Linked DNA regions of Mus musculus: region 1 is linked to region 2. The links are chromatin contacts, called in public promoter capture Hi-C maps. All regions are on one chromosome and are shown on one strand. Each heading gives the region's core, a stretch centred on a gene start, on an enhancer-like site or on the middle of the called end of the contact. The rest is flanking DNA. Distances are from core to core; before and after follow the strand shown.

What was found. Promoter capture Hi-C pulls out the DNA fragments that hold promoters and counts their contacts.
Region 1: a contact with region 2 is called in a promoter capture Hi-C map of hippocampal neurons, with 5 times the contacts expected there. The contact joins the enhancer-like site here to the promoter of Akr1c12 in region 2. A contact is called at or near these places in 6 of 39 promoter capture datasets (cranial neural crest, embryonic stem cells, hippocampal neurons and 2 more), 1 of 115 datasets of contacts at active chromatin or transcription factors (astrocytes) and 1 of 9 other capture datasets (liver).

Annotation. Positions count from the first base shown.
Region 1 is chr13:6,467,313-6,471,421 of GRCm38.p6, reverse strand. No RefSeq gene overlaps it. Among named protein-coding and RNA genes, the nearest start is that of Pitrm1, 79 kb to the left of the region's middle. Within about 2 kb of position 1,906, at least 50 of the 459 cell types and tissues checked have an H3K27ac peak or open chromatin away from gene starts, as enhancers often do. A contact at or near this core is called in astrocytes and hippocampal neurons, where this site is marked.
Region 2 is chr13:4,277,173-4,281,292 of GRCm38.p6, reverse strand. It overlaps Akr1c12 (aldo-keto reductase family 1, member C12), which reads left to right and starts at 1,894. Exons shown (of 9, transcript NM_013777.2): 1 at 1,894-2,020. The coding sequence starts at 1,937.

The DNA.
Region 1 (4,109 bases), core at 657-3,156, 2.2 Mb before region 2:
GAGACTGACAAGCACTTAGCGGGCATGGACAGGACACCGGACACACCCCAGTCACCTCTCATGTAGCTGACCTCGATTTTACTGATCAGGTTGAAAACAAATTGTAACTTTTCCAAAGCCAAGTTCAAAGTCAAAGTAGATTTCGGAATGCAGGCTGTGTGTCTCTGGGATCCCCGCTGTTCGCATTATGCTTCATGTCTTCTGTGTTTGACCTTCAGTGGGCAACTATTAAGGGAGACAAAAAGGAACCAGAGGGCAGAAATAGAAGGGAACATTTCTTAGAAAACCCCTGAAAGAAAAGTAAACCAGACTAATGCTCTTCTTTTAATTTAGCCCTGTCGTTGCAGAGGTGAGAATTAGGATTTGCAAGGAGCCTCTTCTTTGAACCAATCCAAATAAAATGAAAAAGAGCTTGAGGCACGAGGCTGATGCTGTGTGACCTGAGAAAGTTGAGGCTGCTTCTTTGCATATGCAATGAGCAGCCAGGGTGTGAAAATAGACAGGATCGGGCCTCTCTTGGCTGCGGATTCCTAGCTGTGCCTCTAACACGTTCCTTTCATGCCTGCACCTCTTATACCATTATGCGGTTTGAGCCACATGCAGGAATAATGATTCAGCTTAGACTAGACACAAGGGCCAACCAGATTTGAGCTGATTTCTAAACCAAATCCCAGGTTTGGAAAATTACTAGTGTATGTCGCAGTTGCAATATATTAAGAACTTCTCTAAATGAACCACCATGAGTGGATGTGGTCTGACTCCCACCCTTGGGGTATCCACAGTAACCCTGCACAGTATGCGGAGAATTTCCCCTGTACTTTTCTTCTGCAGTGTGGCATTTGCTACAGGACCCTGCATTACCAGGAACCACAGCTCAGCATTCTTAAGAGAAATATTATTTGGTGTTTAGTGGAGCCCTAAATTAGTGATGCACCGTAGTGATTTTCATTTGGAATACCCTCGTTACCATGGCAATCATATCATGCCATGTTTCGTTGTCTTGGGTGTTTCTAGAAGCAATCCAGTCTCCGTAAACTCCTCATCATGTCGGAGACCCTGAATACTCCACGTTTATGCATGCTGACTGAAATCAGGCATATTAGAACCCCAGGGCCGAGAACACATCCAACTCTGTCATTATGTCAATTTCCTGCATATTGAGTAAGCATTAGCAGTCACATAAAGTAGACAATTAGTGAACTACAAATAGGAAATGCACAGGTCTTGGACAAATCTGTCTTTTGATATTCTAGGTATTTATGAGAGCTTAACAGCCTGCATAGTAAGCTGCCGACCTCAAGACTCTCTCTGCCTATGAGGCGCGTTGGCACACCTGTGAACACACGTGTCTGTATGGTGTGTCCATGCGTGTGGTGATAATGCTGTGTGTATGTGTGGGCAGGTATGTATCTGGGTGTATGTGTGAACCTGCATAGTGTGTGTGTATTAGACATTGTGGTGACATAAAGAGAGATGAAGATAAATAACATGGAGAGAGGAGGGAGGGAGAAAGGTTCAGGAGATGGAGGAGGAGAGAGAGTGCATGGTGGGAGTGTACCACAGAGCCTCTGAGAGGAACAACCCAGGCATAGGCATGTGTGAGCATGAGCGATGTCCTTCACTTCCCTTGTCACAGTCCAACACATGCTCTGAATCTCATTTTTGAACCAAAGCTTCAGGCACTTCCTGGCTGACTGCCCATCAGTTTCAGCCTCCACTGAGCAGAAAGAACTCCTGGGAGGGGCTCTGCATTCTGAATGGACTGGACGAGGCTGGTTTTGAAAATAAGTCTCAAGTTATAGTCTTGCTGGGGAAACTCATCGCAGGTGACCTTTGTCTCTTGGGCTCTCTCCCCAGGGGTTTTTCCAAGAAGGGAAGGAAGCTTTCTTCTGAGTCTTCCAGCAGGTGGCAGTGCGGCCGATAATTATCTCCTCGGAGGCTGCAGTAAACACTGTCTTCTTTAGATGCTGAAGGAAGTGAGCTGTCTCCCTCTTCATTAAGGGTCAACGTCAGTGAATGATAAAGAGCAGGATGAGCTTTGGAATAGCAAACACTCAGCGCATAGCATCCTCTAGCAGTTTTGAAATGCATATATGTAATTATTATATGGGGTATAGTCATGTTCAAAGCACGAGTTGGCAGACTCAGTGACTTCCTATACCACAGACCCCAGTGCCATTACACAAATCAACACAAGTGCAGTTGGGCTTCTTCCAGGTTTCAAGAAGTTGACACAAAATCTCAGTTGCTTACCGGTGACTGTGATTCATAGCAAGAACTGACGTTCCTTCACTTAGTAATGTAGGAGGGGAATGTGTGAAGGTGAAAGTTGAGGACCATGACAGAGTCTAATAAAAATCTATGCATACTACTTGGAATATAAATAGAAAATATACACCCCACAAATATACCTATGGTCTATACAATCTCAAATATCTCAGTGCCTTGACTTCTAATGAAAGACCCACAACGTGAGGACTCCCCCACGTTCTGACTCAGGAGAGGTGACACCCCAAATCTCTCACGAGAAATGGTCTTGATGAAAACTGCAAGAGGTTTATTCGGGAAAGAACAGTGCACTGGGGACGACTCATATCCCACGCAGGGGTAGAGGAGTCGACCACGAGCTCAAGGGGTAAGGGGTTTATAAAGGCAGAAACCGCAAACACCTGGCATTGGGCTATAGCATTTGGCAAGCTAGCAAGTTTGCATAATGGATTTAAGGAATGGTTAGAGTATTCTGTACAAACATTTCCTGCAACAATGGGGCAAGTTCTACTCCCTGCCATTAATGACACAGGTCTAGGGGCTTAAATAATTTTCGCTCTCTCTCAGGATCTTTCACTAACCCTTTGCCCTCAATGTCCATCTCACTCTTCTTCAGGATGCTAGCAGGATGGAGCTATATCACTTTGTGAGTTCAGTGTGGTACTGCTTGTCCTGCAAGCTTTCACCTTTCTTCAAGGAAGACTCTTTCAGAGTATAGTGAACTCTGATATGTACAAATGTACAGTAGTCTTTCTCTTAGGGTAAAGATGTTCCTGGCCAGCCATACCTCGAGGATTCTCTCAGGATCTCAAATTATAGCATCCGCGTGTGTGTGCAGGAGAGCTTGTGAGAATGGAGGCAGGTTCCATGGCAGACTGTGTGGTTCTGTATGACCTAGCCTTGCTGTGGAGCAGTTTCCTCAGAAATTAAATATTTCTCCTTGGAGAGAAGCTACTTAAGACTCTGGCTATCTGAGACAGAGGTACAACCTTCTATCCTGCAGAAAAAGCTAATAAAATTCAAGAAGTTAACAACTCAACAAGTCTAGGAAGTTCCTGAAACTAACCAGATTCACTAAGAATTTCCTTCTCCAAGCAGGTATAAGCAGTAAAGACTGACGAGAGACATACTCAGACAAATTGAGCTCTCCAGAAGAGGCTCAAACCACCTAACTGCCTGAAGTAGACACCCTACAACCTCTCTAGCTGCCTGCCTGTTATACTGTGAGCTTCAAGTTTGAAGCTTTTGTGAGCTGTCACCCATGTTGGCGGTGGGGGGTAGGCTTTTGGTGATGTACCTGTCTTTGAGCTATTTCTGCTCCTCTAGGTAACTCTAATAAACCATGGCTTATTAGTTGGACTTTGGTGCTATACTAGTTGGTTTTGTGTGTCAACTTGACTCAAGCTGGAGTTGTCACAGAGAAAGGAGCCTCCCTTGAGAAAATGCCTCCATGAGATCCAGCTGTAAGGCATTTTCTCAATTAGTGACCAAGGGTGGGAGGGCCCATTGTGGGCCGTGCCATCCGTGGGCTGGTACTCCTGGGTTCTATAAGAAAGCAAGCTGAGCAAGCCAGGGGAAGCAATCCAGTAAGCAGCACCCCTCCATGGCCTCTGCATCAGCTCCTGCCTCTAAGTTCCTACCCTGTACGAGTTCCAGTCCAGACTTCCTTGGTGATGAACAGCAATGCAGAAATGTAAGCTGAATAAACCCTTCCCTCCCCAACTTGCTTCTTGGTCATGATGTTTGTGCAGGAATAGAATCCCTGACTAAGACAGGTGATATCTTTATTGTGGTCTCTGTGGGTTCTCTATTTGGCTTGAGTAGATGTTTGTTCATGACTC
Region 2 (4,120 bases), core at 645-3,144:
ACTTTAAATTTATTCTCCCACTCTAAATCTCATTCAATTTAGTTCTTTAATGAGTGTTGAACAAAGACATAAGCTATAAATATTAATCTGCATTTTAGCATCTTATTTATGGTTATCTAAAATCAGGGACTGAAGAAATGGTCCAGTGGTTAAGAGTGGTTGCTATGAATTCATGGGACCAGGGTTTGTATCCCAGCACTCATATAGAAAGCTGGATCTCACATGAATTGCTGGTTACTATATCCCCAAGTGATTAGACACATTTTTCTGATACACTCAGCATACATACAGAAATATGTAACATTTGAAGCAAATATATTAAACTTGTCTATGAAATGAATGTGTCAGAAATGTTTAAGTCATGGTGCAGGAAAAAAAATCCAGTAACTGCCATTTGTTTTTCAACCACTAAGCACTATTCTGTGCTGTCCCCTTTACTGTGTATTTCAGGGTCACAATTCTATCAGTGACAATAAAAAAATTCAGGAAAAAATTGCAGGGAGAAATTTCAAAACGTTTAAACTTTTCAACTTTAATTGTTGATTACTTTTTAAATAAAATTCTGAGAAGACTAAATTCAGTTCATGAGGTTTTTCTTTTTCAGTAAATAATTTACATATTCACTTTACATCTTGACTGCTGACTCTGCCCCTGGACCACACTACAGTACCCTCAGTCCTTTGCAAAGTCCCTTTCCCCTCCCTTTCGCTTCTGAGAGGGTGGATGTATCCTGGATATCCCCCGACCCAGGCACATCAAGTTTTTGCAAGGCTAGGTGCATCCTTTCCTACTGAAGTGAGAGAAGGTAACCCAGTTGGGGGGACAGATTCCACAAAAAACCTTTAGGGATAGATTTGCTCTAGTTATTGGGGGGACCCACATGAAGATGGAGCTGAACAACTACTACATATGTGGGGGGAGGGGGATAGGTCTAGCCAGACTCTTTGGTTGGTAGTTCAATCTCTGAGAGCCCCCCAAGGGTCCAGATTAGTTGGCCTTGTTGATCTTAATATAGGATTTCTACCCCCTTCAGGATGCTCAATTCTCCCCCACACAAATAATCACAAGAGTGCCTGAGCTCCATCCAATGTTTGTCTGTGGGCCTCTGCATCTGTCTCACTCAGATGCTAGATTAAGCCTCTCAGAGGTCAATTATGCTAGCTTCCTATCTGCAAGCATAACAGAGTATCGTTAATAGTGTCAGGGATTGGTGCTTGCCCATGTGATAGGTCTCAAGTTGCACCGGGTATTCCTTGGCCATTCCCTTAGTCCCTCTTTCATCTTTGTCCTGATATTTCTTGTAGATAGGGCAATTTTTGGGTTGAAATATTGTGAGGGGAGTGTGTCCCTATCATTTTAAGAACTCAATTGTGGCTTCTTTGCTAATTATGTTGTATGGTATGCAGTAGATCATTATTTTCAGTGATGCATGATCAAGTAGAGGCTTCATACTGGCCAAATGAAAATAAATGTCTTCAGTATCAAAATTATCCAATTAATCTCTTCTCTAATAATATATAATATATGAGATAAACAAGAGAAAAAACACAGAAAACAAATGCTTTATCATTATATAGTACTTTATTTGAAATTCATCCATCATATGAAAATGAGTGGCTTGCGTTCTTATTTGTGGAATACTGCTTTAAATTTCTGACTCCTCCCTTGAGTTGGTGTCCATTAGAGAGACGATAGTAGTATTTAAACAGTAGGCACACAACAGTACTGTTAACCATTAGCTAGACAGTAGCACTGATTAATCATTAGCTGGATAGCAGATAGTTAAACATTAGCCAGTGAGTAGGCATGGCTAACTTTCAGAAAGGGAATGTCCCTTGCTAACCATTTGACAGGAAGTTGATATACAATGTTTACCCACTTCCGCTTCAGGGCAACAGAAGACTCAGGAAGTGCTTAGCCAGGGGAGTGAGAGACAATGAGCTCCAAACAGCACTATGTCAAACTAAACGATGGCCACTTAATTCCTGCCCTGGGCTTTGGCACCTATAAACCCAAGGAGGTAAGAATACAGAATTCTCAGTATCTCCAGGCTAGAGCTAATCTATGTACAAGAGAGCAGATAGTTAGATTTGCCCTGCATCGGTGTCTGATTGTGTCCCCACTTGTTGACTTTTCTTATTAAATAGAGGTTACAGTAACAGCTGTAATTGGTGGCTATGGGTAAGAGACTGAGCTGGTTCCATGGGAGGGTGCATGAGGATTCAGGCAAAAGAACGGGGTCTATAAACATGCTTGCTTTTTTTCTGGGAAAAAGATCCGTGTTCCTGGTCAGTCCATAGGGAGGCATGCTTATAGGGAACATAGGAAAGGCTAAACTCTAAAGACATTTTTCCCTGGTGGCAGTTGATAGTGTAGCATATATTGAAGCTCTTGGGTACATGCCTCAGTGGCACTGGGATACTTGCTATTACTCAGTCAGTGACTACAGAGACAGGGAAAATGTTTGCTTATCTTCCCTGTTATTCTTGCTGTCAGCTAGGGAATCTGGGCTTGGCAGGATGTGGCTGTGTCCTTTTTGTTGTTTTTTTGGTTTTGGTTTTGTTTTTTTTTCTTGGATTTACTTTTCTGGCCTAGGCCTGCTTGTGAGTTTACTGTTCCCATCCAAAGCCCATCAGCTCTAAGAGAGAACTTGGCTGTGAGCTCCAGGCTTAAAGTGACAGACCCATCACCTAACAATTCTGGGCACTATGCTTTTCCTGTATCCATGCTTCACAGATTGATACAGGAGAATAAAGTCACCAGATTGCCCAACAGCTGTCTTGGTTGCAGTGTGGGAGGGGACTTATGTTTATGTCCACAATCTACAGCACCAATTTTCATTCCAAAAAGGAAAGGTGCCAGAAATGAACATGGTAACTCAGGGTGGCTTCCTGTAGATCAGTGGTTCTCAATCTGTGAGTTGGAACTCTTTTGGATTTCCAAAAGTTTGCATATAAGATATCCTGGCCATCAGATATTTACATTATGATGCATAACAGTAGCACAATTACAGTATGAAGTAGCAACAAAATCATTTTATGGGTCCCCACAACATGAGGCAATGAATTAAAGAGTTGCAGCATTAGGAAGGTTGGGAACCAATGTAGGAGACTAAGGCCTGAAACAAATATTTGCAAATACTTTGGTTTTGTTTCAGGGTAGCTATCAGCATCTCACAGTGGATGTTTACAAGAACTAAGTAAGATCTCCCATGTATAACTCTCAACTGTAGAAAACTTTCTGGAATTTCATAGTGCATCATTATGATGGGGAGAAGGAGGACCTAGTAAAGATAAATATGAGTTATTGGTATTCATTAGTGTATTTTGGATTTAGAACATGGTTGTCCTCAGAACAAAAAACATCGAGTGGACTGTTTGAGAACCTGGAGGGCCTTTCTTGTTTTCTATTCCTCCTGATACCTTTTAAATGTGTGGCAAAGGACCTCTTCCCTTGACTTCAAATGTGTCCATCTCCTTCCTGTTAGACTCCAGAGAAATCTGGAGATATACACAGGATTTGTTACTTTTGCAAAGTTGCACAATATCAGGAATAGGTCAAGGCCACTACTGTAGCCTCAGCTTTGATAACTCACAGTGTCCTTACTCTTGGATAAGGCACGGCTGGTTTCCACAAAAGGTGGTAGAAGCCAGAATTTTAGTCACTGTCTTTTATCGTGAAAGGATAGCTGTAGAGATTCTTAGGACAATGAAAAAGCCACTCTCATTTACTTTTTCAACCCTTTGTAAGTGTTGTATGATTGTATGTGTCTTTGCGTGTTGTGAACAACGTCTGAGGAAGTAAGAGGTCAAAGCCGCCCTCCAATGCTCCTGCTTCATCTGTGTGAACCCAGTGTCTCACCGAGTCTGTAGTGCTCAGGGGTGAGCTGCAGGGCTCACCTTGATGCTTCCTCCTCATGCACTGGGTCTGCATGCCATACTCTGCTTTACAAGAGAGCTGGGTTCCAAACTAAGATACCAAAGTTGTCTGCAAGGGTGTTACTGAGTGAGACATCTCCCCAGTCCACACCCTAAACCTTTAACAAAACCCCAGTCATATTGTTACTCAAATCTGGCAGTCAAGGCAATAATTTTAGATTTAATTCTAGCCATTTCTTTTT